2 separate regions of the Oryctolagus cuniculus genome follow, and region 2 is linked to region 1. A link is a contact called in public Micro-C data. All regions are on one chromosome and are shown on one strand. The core of a region is the stretch at or near the end of the contact, and the rest is flanking DNA. Distances in the headings are between cores, read along the strand shown. Region 1 holds the start of DDIAS (DNA damage induced apoptosis suppressor). Region 2 holds the start of CCDC90B (coiled-coil domain containing 90B).

The links. Hi-C and Micro-C count contacts between places; a contact is called where the count stands out from the background.
Region 2: a Micro-C map of ear pinna shows a contact between it and region 1, with 6 times the contacts expected there. The contact joins the promoter of CCDC90B here to the promoter of DDIAS in region 1. A contact is called at or near these places in 2 of 6 Hi-C or Micro-C datasets (ear pinna and an unstated tissue).

Annotation. Positions count from the first base shown.
Region 1 is chr1:73,951,604-73,956,729 of mOryCun1.1, reverse strand. It overlaps DDIAS (DNA damage induced apoptosis suppressor), which reads right to left and starts at 2,298. Exons shown (of 5, transcript XM_008263336.4): 1 at 1,824-2,298. It overlaps PRCP (prolylcarboxypeptidase), which reads left to right and starts at 2,354. Exons shown (of 9, transcript XM_017344368.3): 1 at 2,354-2,682. The coding sequence starts at 2,662.
Region 2 is chr1:74,284,073-74,289,646 of mOryCun1.1, reverse strand. It overlaps CCDC90B (coiled-coil domain containing 90B), which reads left to right and starts at 2,621. Exons shown (of 9, transcript XM_002708472.5): 1 at 2,621-3,156; 2 at 4,050-4,169; 3 at 5,049-5,152. The coding sequence starts at 3,057.

The DNA.
Region 1 (5,126 bases), core at 1,049-3,548:
AAAAAAAAAAAAAAAAAAAAAAAAGACTTCTCAGACCAATCTAAATCCTGTAGTGACCCTGTTATTATCCTTCTTAAATCAATCCATAAAAGGAAACTTCCATTAGGTCAGAAATCTATCTTATTCACCATTGTAATGCAATGATTTGGCATAGAGGAATATCTGCAGAATGAATAATTACTGGGTGCTCTGTTATCCAGTCTTGGGGGCAAGAAAGGCTGCCTCACTTAAAAAAGGTCATGCAAACTGAGACCTATACAGTACAGGGGAAAAATCTGGGTTGGGGATGTGGTTAGAAAAGGTTTGAGGGTGAGAGGAAAAGACATTTTTTATGGTTGAAAACTAGGGCTGAGTGGTAGAAAAACACTGGAGATGGAGAGACAGGCAAAGGCCCAATAAGGAGCCAGGTTAAGGAGTTTGTATTAACAGGAGGACAAATAGGATTGAAAAGTTTTTTTTTTTTTAAAAGATTTATTTATTTATTTATTTGAAATTCAGAGTTACACAGAGAGAGAAGGAGAGGCAGAGAGAGAGAGAGGCCTTTCATCTGCCAGTTCACTTCCAAGATGGCAACAACAGCCGGAGCTGCTTCTATCTAAAGCAGGGAGCCAGGAGCTTCTTCCAGGTCTCCCACGTGGGTGCAGGGGCCCAAGGATTTGGGCCATCTTCCACTGCTTTCCCAGGTCATAGCAGAGAGCTGGATAGAAGTGGAGCAGCTGGGTCTTGAACCAGTGCCCATATGAGATGCCCCGCTTCAGGCCAGGGCATTAACCTGCTGTGCCACAGCACCAGCCACAGGATTGAAAAGTAGGGAGAGTGGCCAGGTAAAATCTGTACTTTTGGGGCCAGCACTGTGGCAAAGCCACTGTCTGTGACACCAGCATCCCATATGCGTGCCCTTTGAATTCTGGCTGCTCCACTTCTGATCCAGCTCCCTGCTGAGTCACCTGAGAAAGCAGCTGAGGATGACCCACGTGCTTGGGCCCACTGCACCTATGTGGGAGATCTGGAGGAGGCTCCTGGCTCCCGTCTGGCCCTTGTGGCCATTTGGGGAGTGAACCAGCGGATGGAAGATCTCTCTGTCTCTACCTCTCTCTAATTCTGCCTTTCAAATAAATATATAAAATAAATCTCTAAAAAAAAAAAAAAAACAACCAAACAAAAAACCCTGCATTTTCTCAGTCTGGCAGTGTGGAGTCTGGATTGGAAAGCAGCAACACTGAAAGCAGGAAAACCAGCTGGGAGTCTCTTTCACAGTTACATAGCAGTTATAGGGTTGATCCAAAGTAATGTCAGTGAAAGCGGAGACAAATAAACGGAGCTGAGCTATTCAAGGGACTGGTATGCTTGCTTGGATGTGAGAAGAGGAAGGATCTAGGAAACTTTCCAGTTTTTAGTTTGAGCATATGGGTAGGTTAAGCATTACTATAATCCCTGTGGACCATCAAAGCAGTTTGGGAAAGACCCCTTTTCAGTACGTACTACCCTGCACAGTAGGCAGCTGAAAACGTAAGCGAGAGTCGTCCCCTTTCCTATTTCCGGTTCTAGAACCCCCCCCCCCCCCCCCCCCCGTCACTAGCTCCACGGCACAACACGGTAAATGGTTTGCAAACGTTCGCGGAGTGACCTTAAAAGCACTGAGTGTAAAATAAAATGATGGACCTTTTAACTCCTCCACACGCACGTCCGCTCCTTTACAGAGAAATGAAGTCCTGAAGCAAACAAAATGCAGGGCTCAGAGTTTCACTCACAACAACGTAGAGGGCCTCGGTAGCAATCCCTGGCCATTGTTCTCCCCAAAAACCTCCTTCCCAGCTCCTCACCTGAGGCACAGGACTGGGGGACCAGCCCAGGCAACGCTCCGCGAACTACCGGAATCCACAGCTCCCCGGGCGCCCTCCAATCAAATCTCCCGCGCTCCCTTCCGCCGGAAGTGACGTTCGGGCCGTGGTTCCTGAGAGCCAATCACGAGAGGCGCCGCAAGGAGGGGCGCTAAGCCGCCAAATTCCGCGAGCATAGTGAAATAACTTTTCGTGTGAAACTAGGGTGGAGGCATGTTTGAGGGGATTTCTTTCCCGCCTGATGGAGCAGTACTACTACGTAAAGCCGACTTGGAGGCAGAGCGGAGGCAGCTGGGCGAGGAGGTCCCGGGGAGGCGTGGCAGCGGGTGGCACTGCCTTGGGGGCTGTCCGGCGGGTTGACTGGAAGAGAATAGAGTTGGCTGAGTCGGGAGGACTGAGGGCGGCGCTGTCTGAGGCGGGTGGCAGGACGGGGGGCGGAGGGACGAAAGGAGTGGCAGTGACAGGGAGAGAGCTGGGCCCTCGAGTGAGTTAGCAGGTTCCGGGAACAGAAAGGAGGCGTCACCAGGAAGAAGAGTCGCAAACTGGGCGGGATTCGGGCCAAGTGGGCTCTGAGCGACCTTCCTAAGGGGCGGGTTGAGCGGGCAGCTGGGAGGGGTTGGTGCACCAGAACACCGGTACCACGGGAGGCGACAGAATGGAGGTTAGCTGCGAGGCGCGCGACCTTTGGAGCCGGACGGAGGGGGCTGCCAAGCCCCGCTCCCCTGTCCGCTCTCTGAGTGACCCAGTACAAGTCCCTACACCTCCCTGAGACCCAGTTTCCTTGTCTGTGAATGACAGAACGATCGTGCAGGAAGCGCAGATGGTTGAATTCGGTGACATGGTATGCGCGCTGTCATGTTTACTTTTGGACGGGCATGTAGTGAACAGTCAATGTTGTCATAGTAGCTATTATTACCATGAGGGATTTGCCGAGGGCAGGGTGGTACCGCAACGGACTTGCAGTGCCCAGGGTAGGGTTCGGGGGTGAGAGTAAAGGTAGGGGTGTAAAGTGATGTTCTGTAACTTGGGTTTTAACTTGCCCGGCGCTATAGACAAAGATGGGATACGGCCAGGGCAGACTCGGGGTGTGACCGCAATGAAGGTGCGCTCAGGTGAAGGGATGGCTCGTGAGGGAAGTGGAGTGGAAGCAGCGCCCTAGGACACAGGGGGCGGCGTGGTTGAGGGGCTGGCTGGCTTTGGGTCTGCCGGGGGAGGAGCCGGTATGCAGTAGGCGGAGCTGTGGGCTGTGCCGGGCTGGGACGGCGCGGTTCTGCGTGTCGCCCTTTCACACTGCAGCCGGCAGCCTGAGCCATGGGCCGCGGAGCCCTCTTGCTGCTGCTCTTGGCTCTTCTGGCGCCTGGAGCCGCCGTAATCCTCCGGCCAGCCCTAAGGACTCTTGGCAGCCTACATTTGCCAACCAATCCCACGTCCCGCCCTGCTCTAGCCAACAACTACTCAATTCTCTACTTCGAGCAGAAGGTAAGAGCCAGGGGAAGAGGAGGGAGGTTCGCCGTCCCAGGCCCAACCGCCAGGACTCCAGCCCCACAGAGCCCGGGCAACCCAGCCTACTCCCGTTCGGATCTTCTACTACCTAGGACCTATCCGGTCTTTGATTCACACTTTCCCAGTGGGGGCTCCATTTCCCAGTGCTATTTAAAATTTCTCCTACCATTATCAATAATTCTCTTGATTCAGGCTCATCTGTAATTGGCTACAACCATCACTTAAACAACTCCTGCTCCCATATAAATTCTCTTGGTTTTCCTCCACATTCAAATTATTGAATCACAACTCTGGCCCCTAGTCTGTGGTGACAGGCATTCTTTGCCTCACAAGCAGTCCCTAAATACACATTTTCATATCTTTACCTATTAGGTATTGTAGAATATTTATCCAGTCTAAAACACCAGTCTGTCAACTCGAGATTAGCTTAAAGTTGACTTTGTAGTGCTTTCATTAGTAATTTTTGTCAGTCCCTGTTCCCTATAAGATAACTTATATAGCCTGTGTTTTTCAAGAAAGTTGTAGAAATATGTCAGGACTTAAAATGTGTGGGGGGAATTAGTCTCTGTGTTCTGTAACTAAGTTTAAATTTTTTAAAATTTTAATTGTATTTGAAAGGTAGAGACAGAGATCTCCCCTCTGCTGGTTCACTCCCCAAATGCCTGCAACCAAGGGGTCCAGGGTAAAGCCAGGAATCAGGAACTTCATTCAGGTCTTTCAAGTGGGTACCAGGGACCCGATTACTTGAGCCATCAATCAGCTGCCTCCCAGGATACACATTAGCAAGAAGCTGGATCAAAAGTGGAATGGCTGAGATTCAGACAAGGCACTCTGATATAGGATATGGGCGTCCCAAGCTGTGACTTAATGGCTGTGCCAAATGTCTTCCCTTTTAACTTGAGTTTAGAGTTAAGAAAGTCTGGATGCCTTTTGTGCTTGGCTGTGACATGAGGCAATCTGCAAGTCTGAATGGGAAGTGCATTCTGCGTGAAATGACAAGAAACCCTTTCGGTTCTGTGTTTCTGCGGGCCTGCATAAAGATAGGCAAAAAGTTGGGAAAGGTTGAGATTAGAAAGAGTGCAAGAATTTGGATCTTGGAGTCTTGGCTTTAGGACTCAGATGATCCAGGATTCCTCCCTGCCAGCTCTGCAACCTTTGGTAAATTGTAGTACATCTCTCAGCCTTATTTCTTGATCTCCTGGCAGGAGTTGCGATGATTAAATGAGAGCTTTGTCCCTATTAGAGTACATGGCTACAATTTATTAAATGCATACACTTGTTAAATGCATGGTTACAGATATATGTGAGTTGTTAATAGGAATTTGGGATAGATGGTGTGAGCTTGTAGAATAACTTGTAACCCAGAGATTTGAATTTGAGTTTATGAGGAAAAGAAAGTGTTTTATTTTTAGCAGAAACACCAAGAAAATGGACATCTTTCTTGAACACTCTAGGGCACAGTTTTTTCATTTATAAAATTAGAGATTGGGATAAGAATTGATGTGTTTTAGACTTTACTGAGGAAAATTAAAGGCTCTTTAGAGAGCTATCTCAGATCTGGGTGAGGGCTGAAGTGGAGACCAAGTCAGGTCTTCCAACAACTTCCTGGCCTCTTTTCACTTGGAGCTCTCTACTTTTATCTGTTTTCCCATATTAGGATTTTATATATGGCAATTTTCATAATTTTATTGCCAGAGTAAAATTAGGGAAGAACTCTTGGAATAGAAGATCTCAAAAAATCCCTATAGGAATTGATGAAAAAGAACTATTAACAGAAAAAAA
Region 2 (5,574 bases), core at 1,372-3,871, 330 kb before region 1:
ATTTCAAGGAAATTCTTGAATACTGTACTGAAATTGAAAAACAGAATGGTTATATGTGCACTCATCATTAACATGCACAGCTGATAGCACACTGGGTCAGAGGAACGTGCAAAACATTAGCAGACGTAGGAGGTCCATTCCCTTGAGTGTCACCAGTTCATGGGCCTCAAGTGGGAGCTGTTCAGAGAAAAGCTTTATTTACTTGCAACTGGTAAAGGACACCATGGAAAGGTATAATTCTCTAAAGCAAGGGAGGGGTACCTTTTTTGTTGCCAAGGGCCATTTGGATAGTTATAACATAATTTGTGGCCCATACAGAATTATTAACTTAAAAAATTAGCCTGCTACAGATTTATTGAATTTGGAGTCCCGCCTGCAGTTAGCTTGGCAGAGCCAGACCACCCTGCTAAAGAAACTGACTCCCTGGGAAGTTGTCAGTTATTGTAACCAGAGTTAAGGGAGCGCCAGGAAGCAGAAAAAAAGAGTTCAGCGGGGCCCTTGTTGCTCAGGCACCATGTCTTTACACATTGCATGTTTACAGTTCCCATTCTGAATGTTTTCTCGGAGCTTCCCTTGTCCTTGGTATTGTGCCCCCCCCGGGGGGGGGTTACAGTGTTGGAAGATAAGCTTTCCTGCAGCATCCTCTGAAAAATAGGCTCAAGCCCATAAACTATTTCAGATTCTCTATCGCTGTTCTCATGCCCCCCTCCTGTCCAATTCTCTCCCCTTGGTTACAGAAGCATTGAGCTGAAATCGGCCAGTGGATGATGGGGATGCTTTAGCAACAGGGCTATCAGTTTCTAAGTGCAAGTTGCAGCTCCTTGCCACTACCAGCATCACAAAGGTTGTCACACCACATGCGGCTAGAACAGGGAAAAGTCAAAATTTGTAATTCACAAAATAATTTTTACTTATTGCATAGCCCTCTCATACCATCGTAAAGTCATAAAATTGTTACTCATGTCCGCATCAAATGCATTTTAGATTTATTTTCATTTTACGATGGGCTTATTGGAATAGAACCCTAAGTTGAGAAGCATTATACCAGTATATGAATTTTCCTGTCCCTAATATATTGTTTTAAAAATATTTTTAAAAGATTTATTTTATTTATTTTAAAGAATTACAGAGAGAGGTAGAGACAGAGAGAGAGGTCTTCCATCCACTGGTTCACTCCCCAGATGGCCACAACAGCTGGAACTGCATCGATCCGAAGCCAGGAGCCAGGAGTTTCTTCCAGGTCTCCCACGCGGGTGCAGAGGCCCAAGGACTTGGGCCATCCTCTACTGCTATCCCAGGCCATAGCAGAGAGCTGGATCAGAAGAGGAGCAGCCAGGACTAGAACCGGCGCCCATATGGGCTGCTGGCGCTTCAGGCCAGGGCTTTAACCCGCTGCACCACAGCGCTGGCCCCGTAAAAAAATATTTTAACGATTGCATCAAATTGCAATGTGGAGCATTTCTGTGACTCATTGAATCACTTCTTTAAGATTTATCTATCCATTTGAAAATCTGAGTTAAAAAGAGAGAGGAGAGATATTTTATATCCTGGCTGGTTCACTCCTCCCTCAGATGGCTGCAGTGGCCAGGGCTGGGACAGACTGAAACCAGCAGCCAGGAGCTTCTTCCGGGTCTCCCATGTGAGTACTGGGGTCCAAACACTTGGGTCATCCTCCACTGCTTTCCCAGGTGCATTAACAGGAAGCTGGATCAGAAGTGGAGCAACTGGGACTTGAATCGATGCCCATATGGGATGCCAGTGCTACAGACAACAGCTTAACCCACCGTGTGACAACACTGGTCCCTTGAATCACTTCTGAATATTTACAATATTTTCAAACATCACAAAGGAAGCCATCATTGTAAAATATCTTGGCTACAGATGTGATTCTTTTCTTAGGCTAGGTTCTTAGAAGTGAAACTAGCTACTCACTTTTTAGTTTCATATGTATTATTGAATTGCTTTCCTAATAATATGTTGTAATAATTTACGCTTCTACCAGCAATGTTATACACCTAATTGCATATTTGCTAGCATTAAGAATTAATTTTTAAAAAATCTTTATAAGTAAAAATGGGGTAGTCTTATGTTTTGCTTTTTATTTTCTCCTGATGAGATTAAACTTTCAAAATTTTTCTGGTCCCAATTTTAAAAATAGCTGTTTCTGTTTCATCCCCATGAATTATGTGTTAAAGCCCTTGCTGGAAGGAATAAAGTTCTTTCTCCTTTTAAATGTGCCTCAGTGCTTACAACGACACTTATTATTTAGCTGATTCATAATATTTTGAATATACACAAGTAGGAAACTTAGTGTTTCACCGTTTAGAGCCTGGTGAGAATAAATAAGCCACTAAACGGCTAACGGTTGTGTGTGGCTTCAGGATTCATGAAGAACACTCATGTACATGAGTGCTTTTGAGCAGCACAACTACGCAGCATCTTCAGAAGATAAACGGTGAAAACTTATGTCCACTGGAGGAGCCAGAGGAACCATTTCCCCAGAGGCATCAAAGCCACTAAATTCAGTTGGTCCTCCTGTGCGCCAGGGGGCGAACTAGCAAGAGTGAACCGCTCACTGGCCCACAATTGCCAGGTTTCGTGGGTTCCGAGTACGCGGCCTCCCAGAATGCTCAGCGATAGAGGCCTTCAGAGCCCAGGTAGCGGTGCGGATAGACATAACCACCGCTCCGTAGAATAGCCTGTCTCGGGCCGATTTGGAGGCTCTTCGTGTACCTTTCAGGAAACGGGCACCGGAAAGGTTCTCCGATAGGATCCCACTTTCTTAGCGCGGTAACGGCGTGCACAGGTCGGGAAGGGCGGTGGGAGAAGTGGAGCAGCTCTAAATCATGCTCGTTAACAGTGGGTCCACCCGTGAAGAGGCCCAGCTTCGCGGCACCGCGATGCGCGCCTGCGCGGACGGGCGGGGCAGCGTGCCTGTGACAGGCTGAGAACTACATTTCCCAGCATTCGTATTGTACCAGAACTACCTTGCCCGAAAGCCTGTGCGAAATTCAGGCCGTCTTCCGCCGCCTCCCTCACCGGAAAACTGCGGGGACATGAGGAGTGCCTGGGTTTGGCGACTTCTGCGCTCGAAAAGCAGCGTGGGCGATTGGTTGTCAGCCCCCCACAGCCGTTTCTCGCCGCTCTTCCGGCGAGGTGAGACAAGGCGCCGTGCCACGCTGCCCGCGGGCTCCGTGGGGAGACAGTCCTGCTCGGGCGGGCGGGAGGCGGAGGCGCCACGCCTTCTCCCCAGCCTCCCTGGATGGACCCGTGGGGCGGGGACCAGGAAGAAGCCGCCTTCCTCTTCGGAGCGCTATCCCCGGAGGTTCTGGGCTCCTCTCTTGGCCGAATCCCTTTTCTGTGTCACCTGAGGCCGAGTGTCTCTTTGGAAGCGCCCAGGTTTTTTTGCGGCCTGTTGAAATTTAGACTGTTACTTGCGTGGTGGCCCCAAGCCGTTTTTTTGTAGACCGCATCATGCATTTCCGGTCAGGTCAGCTTTATTATCGCTGTAATTCCCAGCACCTTGTAATCACGTAATAGCCGTTTAAGAAGGAAAAGGGGGAGAAAAAACAGTGCTGGAATCTATGGTGTCGGGCCAGTCGGCTTCCCTGTTAGCAGTGTGTCTTGAAGAGCTTCTGGCTTTGTTTTTGAGACAATTTGTGTTGTTTTGCCCGTTGTTTGATTTTACGAACAGCGGGTCGAGACCGCAGTTGTTGGCCCTCCATAGGGTTGCTGGTTGGCTGCCTGAGTCATTGACAAGGACTTTGGTTCATGTGTAGATGTTCAGTATACACAAAATTGAGTGTTCTTGGAGAAACCTTAAGTATTCCTCCCTACAGTTAGTATTTGTTGAATGTTTACTGTGTACAGGGTAATAGCAGACTTTTCAGATAAAAGAAGGATGCAGATGCGTTAAGTTGCCTGAGGTTATAGAATTCCTAATTAGAAGACCTGGAACTATGTTATAGATAAGGTGAATGAATGCTTTAGAAGCTAAACTGATACCTCTGTCGGTTATTAGCCATAAAACAACACTGTCTTGTCTTCAGGTTTCTTGACCACCACAAACAAGGAAGGCTATGACAGGCGGCCAGTGGACATAACTCCTTTAGAACAAAGGAAGTTAACTTTTGATACCCATGCATTGGTTCAGGACTTGGAAACTAATGGTAAGAAACATTGGTACCTTTTGAAAGAAGAAAATTAAAAGTACTAATCTAGTAATTTACCTAAAGACACTGTCATTATTATGAACAGTTAAGAGTAGCTATTTAAATAGAAATACAACCCATACATAATGTACAATCATGAAAAACAATAGTGTTTGAAGAATATTTACTGCTATAAGGAATGCTCAATATGTTAAAAAATAATTTTATAAAACTGCAGAATAATTCCACTTAAATAAGAAAGGAAAAATCTAGAAGTGAAAATATACAGGAATAATTTTTAAAAGTCAAAGAACAAATGCACTAAAATGTGTGATAGGGCAGAGAAAGTTAATTAATATGAGAATGAGACATGTAAATTTAGCATGTGATAAAGGAGGCACTATAAGTGAGATACATGAGAAATGACTAGTTGTGGAAAAAAATATAATAGATCCTCTATTGAAAACTAAATGTAAAAGAGTTCTTAGGAATCAACAAGAAATTCATCAATTTTATAGAAAAATGGACAAAGGTTATCAATAAGCAGCACACAGAAAATTAAATAACCACAAGTACATGTAAAAATGCTTAATCTCACTACAAACAAGGAAATGAAAACTTAATACAAAGTAAAATAGCAGTACAGTACTATTTTTAATGCCAATTACACACTCAAACCTAGTGATATCCATAGTTAATATAGATGGAAGATATATATCAGTGAGAATTTAAATTCTTGAATGCTTTTGGGGAATAATTTAGCACTATTTGTCAAGTGTTTAATTGTAAACATTTTTTTAAAAGTTAAAACAGTTTAAATGTTCAGTAGTTATTCTGTCTATTCTGATCAAAATATCTGCTTTTAAAACAATGCAAATACTAGTTTTCTGCTTACAGGATTTGACAAAGCACAAGCAGAAACAATTGTATCAGCATTAACCACTTTATCAAATGTCAGCCTGGATACTATCTATAAGGAGATGGTCACTCAAGCTCAACAGGTAATTCATTTTTCTTTGTTCTGACAATTTTATTAAACAATCTTTTTCATAACTACATTTCTGTCCACCTACCTGCCTTCAAAATTCAGTTGTATCTCTGTTTTTCTCTATAAAAGCACCACACCAAAAAAGAACCTTTCATAAAGTCACTATCTAGAGACTGAAGAGTTAGAATAGTCACAGGATTCATTTTTTTAAAAAGATTTATTTGTAAGTCAGAGTTAGAGAGCTCTTCCATCTCTTGGTTTACTCCCCAAGTGGCTGCAACAGCCAGGGCTGAGCTAAACTGGAGCCAGGAGCTTCATGACGGTCTGCGCTTTTCCCAGGCCATTAGCAGGGAGCTGGATCAGAAGTGGAGCAGCCAGAACACGAACTGGCACCCCTATTTGATGCCAGCATTATAGGTAGGGCTTTACCTACTA